Linked DNA regions of Mus musculus: region 1 is linked to region 2. The links are chromatin contacts, called in public promoter capture Hi-C maps. All regions are on one chromosome and are shown on one strand. Each heading gives the region's core, a stretch centred on a gene start, on an enhancer-like site or on the middle of the called end of the contact. The rest is flanking DNA. Distances are from core to core; before and after follow the strand shown. Region 1 overlaps Ablim1 (actin-binding LIM protein 1). Region 2 overlaps Afap1l2 (actin filament associated protein 1-like 2).

Region 1 (2,817 bases), core at 4-2,503, 260 kb before region 2:
GGAAGAAACAGGTAGATCCCTGGGCCTCCCAAGCAAGCCTGTTTGGCAAGTTTTGGTCAAATGAGAGAATTTTTCTTAGAAACAACAACAAACCCCCACAAGATGTATGGTATGTGAACATGACCCAAGGTTACCTTCTGACTGACACACACACACACACACACACACACACAGAAAGAGAGAGAGAGAGAGAATGAACAAGGTGAATTTTCCAACTTCTTGAAGAAAGGACATGCAGGCAGGGGGTGGGAGGGGTCACCCTACCGTGAGACATGCCTTGGCACGGACTTTGAGGTGGTGGCTTCTCTGCACCACAGTCACAGTTCAGTGTAGGCTGAGAAGGAGGGGCCCATGACAGTGTCAAAGTCGAAACACTAACCATTTTCCAAAGCCAGCATTGAAGAGCCAGAGAATTTTCCAGAAGTTTCACTGATCCCAGTGGCATGGAACACTTCCCATTGTGGTTGGGCTGGTCTGGGTGCATGGCAGCTGACAGCAGGCCAGCTTCCCATTGCATTGTGTGTGGAGCTGTGGGCGATGCAGGCCCAGAGGAATGTTGATCCCTCACTGGCAGGAGCTTCGAACTCAAGGGCAAATTTTGTTAATCATGTAGAGAGTGAATATTTGTTGTTCATGATCTCTTTTCCCTGAAACATGGTTTCGCACAGAGTGACAGGACTCATGTTGCTAAGGTCCTGACATGATTAATATTGTTATGGTCCACTGTACCCAGGGGCAACAGGAGTGAGTCTGGGTCCCACTATAATCAAGCAGGCTGACTTGTTTGAATAATTTAGGCTTATCAAGGAAGATGCTAGCAACACCACCACCCAAAACCAAAAAAGCAAAAAGCCACCTACAGAGAAACTGTGGTCCAGGGTTGGAGCCTCAGACTTTAGCAAGCAGAGCCTCCTGGGATGGGGAGCAGGGGTGGGGGGAGCTTGTGAAATTCAGAGTTCTAAATCCCTAACCCCAGAATTTCTGATCCCCTAGTTCTAGCACAGAGCCTGACTCTGTTCAGGGAATCTTTATGGTCCTGGTCCAGGAACTACACTTTGACCTCGTGTGGTTGGTCCACAGTTTCTGTGGATACAAGAATTGATCCTGCAGGTGGCTCCTCATTTTTATATCACTAATGTCTCCATTCCCCCTGAAAAACCTCATCTTGCTCAATGACCAAGTGACAAAGACAAAGTAAGAGACATCTACTGGCCTGAGGCTCTGCCGTGTAGAGCAAAGCCGTGTTACATAATAGAGCCAGCCTCCTGTGACCTCTTTGCAGCCAAGAAACTGCTGTCATTTCCTGATCCTGGGTGTGCACAGAGTGAGTGGAAGTTATTGGCATGGCAGCCGACAGTAGGCCAGCTTCCCATTGCATTGTGAGGTAGTTTTTGTGAGGTGTGTTGGAGCTCATTGTAACTGAAGGAAGGAGGCATTGGTTTCTGCCACGATACAAGTGTGACCAGATATGTGCAGGTGACCTGTTGTCCAGGTGTGATCCAGGTGTGTACAATATGCACAGGTGCCTCGTTCTCCAGGTATCATTTACTGTTTGGGGACCATGCTTTCTGGGTTGACGGAGTTCTCTGGAACTCTTGGGTAAAAGACAATACATTTGGTGTTTGGCTCTCCAAAGCTACAACTCTCTGTTTAGTCTTTGGAGAGCTGAAATACATTACTTTAAAAGCGTGGGTGTTTTGTTCATTGCTACTAAATCCTGTCTATACCCAAGGCATCTGTATCCTTTGCCTTTCCATTCTTTCTGCTGCTCCGTATTTAAAACACTATGAGAGACTAAGAACAGCGGATGGATATTAAAAACAGCAGGGCTATTCCCCACTGGAATGCCCAATGGAAAATGGGAAAGAGATTTGAGAAGCCCCCAGAAAAACAACAGGGGTTCTGGGTCCCTGGGAAGAGAGAAGGCCCCACAGATGGTGGACACATTAGATGGGTGTCTCCTCTTCATAGGTCCCCATCTCAGTAGCCAGTCAGGGGTCAAGAGAATTGGATCTGATAGCAGGAACGGAATCTGCTGGGCTGTGGGTTTGAGCATGTGCCCCACTGCTCTTGCTAACCAAGAGGACCCAGCCTAGGCTTGAACTACAGCAGTGTGATTCCAGTAATGACCTTGATCAAATCAATTTTATTGAAGTCTGTTTCCTGTTGGTTTTGGGGGGGGTGGTAATCTGTTCACTTGCTGTCTATTTTGGGGTCTCTTGTAACTCAGGCTGACCTCAAAAATCCTCAGAAAGATGACCTTGAACTCTGACCTTCCTGCCTTAGTCTCCCAAGTGCTGGAATTATCACTGTGCACCACCTGACACACAGTTTGTGGGTACCATGGAAGCTCTGAGATGCTCTTACCTTTAGTAAGTTGTTAGTGCTGGGAGGGATGCTGGTAAAACCTGAAAGGTGGAAGACAGAGGTGTTGTGTAGGGACTCAAAGAAACAAAGAATTTTGTATTGAAGAAAGAGAAAGGGGCTTTATGGGACAGGGAGCAGAGAAGATGAGCCTTTAGGGTTCTGTAAACCTCTTAAAGAGGGAACTGACTTGGTGGTTGATTCAGTTTGCATCTGCAACACTGTATCTACTCCCGAGTAATTACCACTGAACATTGAGTGAGCCAGTGAGTGAATGGGCACTGTGGTGCTGTGTGTGGGTCCATGGGTCAGAGGTGTTCAGTGTTTAGACTTGTTGGGGAAATTGTTTACCAAACCCTATGTGAGAAAATTGACCTAGATACAGATGTAAATAAAATATAGGCTTGACGGGAAAGCACTCCCTTTCTGTCAGTGAGCTCTCATAAGTAACTG
Region 2 (2,910 bases), core at 80-2,579:
AGCCCAGGGCAGTTCCAAGTAGGTGAGGGGACCATGACCTGGGGAATGAACAGAATTGTTAAGAAGGGTTTTGACCAGGATCCAGGACAGTGTTTTGTTATTGTTGTTTTTCCTTTTGAGACAGGGGCTTACTGTATAGACCAAGATGGCCTGGGGCTCACAGATCTCCATCTGCCTCTGCTTCCCCAATACTGAGGTTAAAACTATGTACTACCATGCCCTAAACATGGGAAACAGCCACTTCTGGAAAAGCCACTTTCTGCTATGGCTTATGTGGCCTTTTTTCTCCCCCCCCCCACCCTCTGAAGAGACAGACCCCTCCTAGACCTAGGGAAGATGTAGACCCAGCCTGGAAGCTGGAATTTCCATTGGCCGAGGAGCCAGAGGCCCACAGGGCAAGGGTGCAGCTCATCTGCAGGGCGGTTGCAGCTCATTGGGGTTATTGGTGGAGTTGATGAAGACAGTCCGAGTCAGCGTCTGAGAAGTTTCTTCAAGTGGGCTGGGATGGAAAGCCATTGAGCTGTTTCAAGGATGGGAGGGCTGGGGCGGTGGCAGCCTGGGGTTTCCAGCTGTTCTGCTTGCTGCCTTCTTCATGTTGCTTATGTGCAGATAGATACTCATGCCCAGCTGGGCCCTGACTGACTGGGTGGATCTTCCTTGCAGAGGATGGAGAGGCTGTGAGCAGCTCCTACGAGTCCTACGATGAGGACGAGAACAGCAAAGGCAAGGCTGCCCCCTACCAGTGGCCCTCGCCCGAGGCCAGCATTGAGCTGATGCGTGATGCCCGCATCTGTGCCTTCCTGTGGCGCAAGAAGTGGCTAGGCCAGTGGGCCAAGCAGCTCTGTGTGATCAGGGACACCAGGCTCTTGGTCAGTCCTTATCTTCTCTATTGGGGTATGGGGGGAGGGGCTGTGGGAGAGGGGGCTTACTCCCCATAAGACACTGGGGGAGGTTAGAACCTTTGATATCAGGAGAGTTTAACATTTCCCTAGCTTAAGATAATGTTCAAAATCCTGCAAATGAAGATTAATGTATTTTGCCTGAATTAGGAAGATAGAGTAGTTTTTAATTAAACTCTCATAGCAGGAAAGTTGCTGTCCCCACCCCATCCCTTGCATCTTGCTTGTTTTAAGGCAGGGGCAGGGGTGAGGCAGGGTCTCGCCATGCAGCCCAGACAGGCCTTGAACTTGTCACCCTCTTGCCCCAGCATCTCTAGGGCTGGCATCACAGACATGTGCCAACACATGGCCTCTGTGCATCCTCCTTTTTTGGAGAGCTACATCGTCCCCAGTGGCTTCCTCAGCTCAGCTCCAGCCCCAGTTCTGGCTGCTGCTTTGGTCTGAGCAAGCTGAGAACTATTGGAACTGTCCCAAGAATTACAAAACTCAGAGCCACCCATTCTAAGTCAAAAACCTGTAGAGGAACCAGAGACTGGACTCTGACAATAGCCCCATTTCCTGACATTTTAAATTAAAATTCACTAGGTGTGGTCGGTCAGCTGCTCTAGAGTATGGGGCAAGATAATTTGGGTCTCAGGACTGTAGGGCAGACTGGGCATCACAGCAGAACCTTATCTCAAAAACAGAACAAAAACAGACAGCTTTGTGCCCTGACCTATAATCTCACACGGTCTTTATAAATATCTTTCCTCTGGTCACAATATGTCTACCTCAGTTCAGATGTTGTTTTGGGTCATCTTGCCTTGCTGTTCATTTTACAACAAGAGACCGAAGGGCAACATGTCTTCTCTGATAGAGGATGATGGTCCCTTCCTTAGAGTTCTGTTGCCTGGTAAGCTAGACCATAGCTTGGCTTTCCTGCCCAGTGGATCTTCTGCTGAAAAAGCTAAGGCATGCAGAGAGGTAGAGAAATAGAATAAACATGTGTCCTACTGTGGAGAAGTGAATCCTGTCTACAGGGGACAGAGAGTCCTGTGTCACTTAGGTAATGCGTTCTGAGAAACATGTCCTTAGGTGATGTCATAGTTAGTGTCATAGTTTGTTCTTACTCAAACAAAGACAACTGTGCCATTGAGGGATACAAGATTAGGAAGCCACTGTATATCACTGCACTCCATCACTGACTAGAACGTCACTAAGTGGCACACGGCTGTATTTGAGGAGCCCCCTGCTCTGAGGCCAGAGAAATAGAGAACCATTGAATAATGCAAGTCCTGGAACATCCCTGGCAAAGTCAGGAACAAAGAGCTTGAAGGAGAGGGAGAGGGAGAGGGAGAGGGAGAGGGAGAGGGAGAGGGAGAGGGAGAGGGAGAGGGAGAGGGAGAGGGAGAGGAGACACAGACAGACAGACAGACAGACAGACATAGAGACAGACTGAGACTGATGGAGGTTAAAGCCCCCGGCCTGCTTAGGGTATCCAGCCCTATGACTTAGAGATAAGATCAGGCTCACGCAGGAGAGGGGTGCACTCCAGTGTCCAAGGGTCTCTCCTTTGCAGAATCTACCACTGTACAAAATAGCATCCCTTCTCTTCCAGTGCTACAAATCGTCCAAAGACCACAGTCCTCAGCTGGACGTGAACCTGCGGGGCAGCAGCGTCGTGCACAAGGAGAAGCAAGTGCGGAAGAAAGGACACAAGCTCAAGATCACACCGATGAACGCTGACGTTATCGTGCTGGGCCTGCAGAGCAAGGACCAAGCTGAGCAGTGGCTTCGGGTAAGTGGGATGGGCCGAGCCGCTTCCTCCAGTGCTCGAGGGAAGGGCCCCTGGAGTTCTGCCTCCCAGCTTCTTCTAAAGGGTCGGATGATGTGGTCGGGAGTAGAAAGGGCCCTTTCAGGCACTCAGAGCTTCTAGCGTTCTGGGTATTGGCAATTGGTGTCATGGACCAGACACCACACTTGGTTGCTTAGTCTGAATTCTTGGAAGCCAGGGCTGTGGGGTATGTAGTTG

The links. Capture Hi-C pulls out chosen DNA fragments and counts their contacts.
Region 1: a promoter capture Hi-C map of adipose tissue shows a contact between it and region 2. The contact joins two enhancer-like sites. A contact is called at or near these places in 3 of 484 Hi-C or Micro-C datasets (CD4 T cells, CD8 T cells and pre-pro-B cells), 2 of 115 datasets of contacts at active chromatin or transcription factors (embryonic stem cells and pancreatic cancer cells) and 2 of 9 other capture datasets (adipose tissue and liver).

Annotation. Positions count from the first base shown.
Region 1 is chr19:57,187,212-57,190,028 of GRCm38.p6, reverse strand. All of the region lies in intron 1 of Ablim1 (actin-binding LIM protein 1), which reads left to right. Among named protein-coding and RNA genes, the nearest start is that of Ablim1, 27 kb to the left of the region's middle. Within about 2 kb of position 1,253, at least 25 of the 459 cell types and tissues checked have an H3K27ac peak or open chromatin away from gene starts, as enhancers often do. A contact at or near this core is called in adipose tissue, where this site is marked.
Region 2 is chr19:56,928,015-56,930,924 of GRCm38.p6, reverse strand. Afap1l2 (actin filament associated protein 1-like 2) reads left to right here. Exons shown (of 19, transcript NM_001177797.1): 6 at 664-869; 7 at 2,497-2,676. Among named protein-coding and RNA genes, the nearest start is that of Gm38597, 48 kb to the left of the region's middle. Within about 2 kb of position 1,329, at least 13 of the 459 cell types and tissues checked have an H3K27ac peak or open chromatin away from gene starts, as enhancers often do. A contact at or near this core is called in adipose tissue, where this site is marked.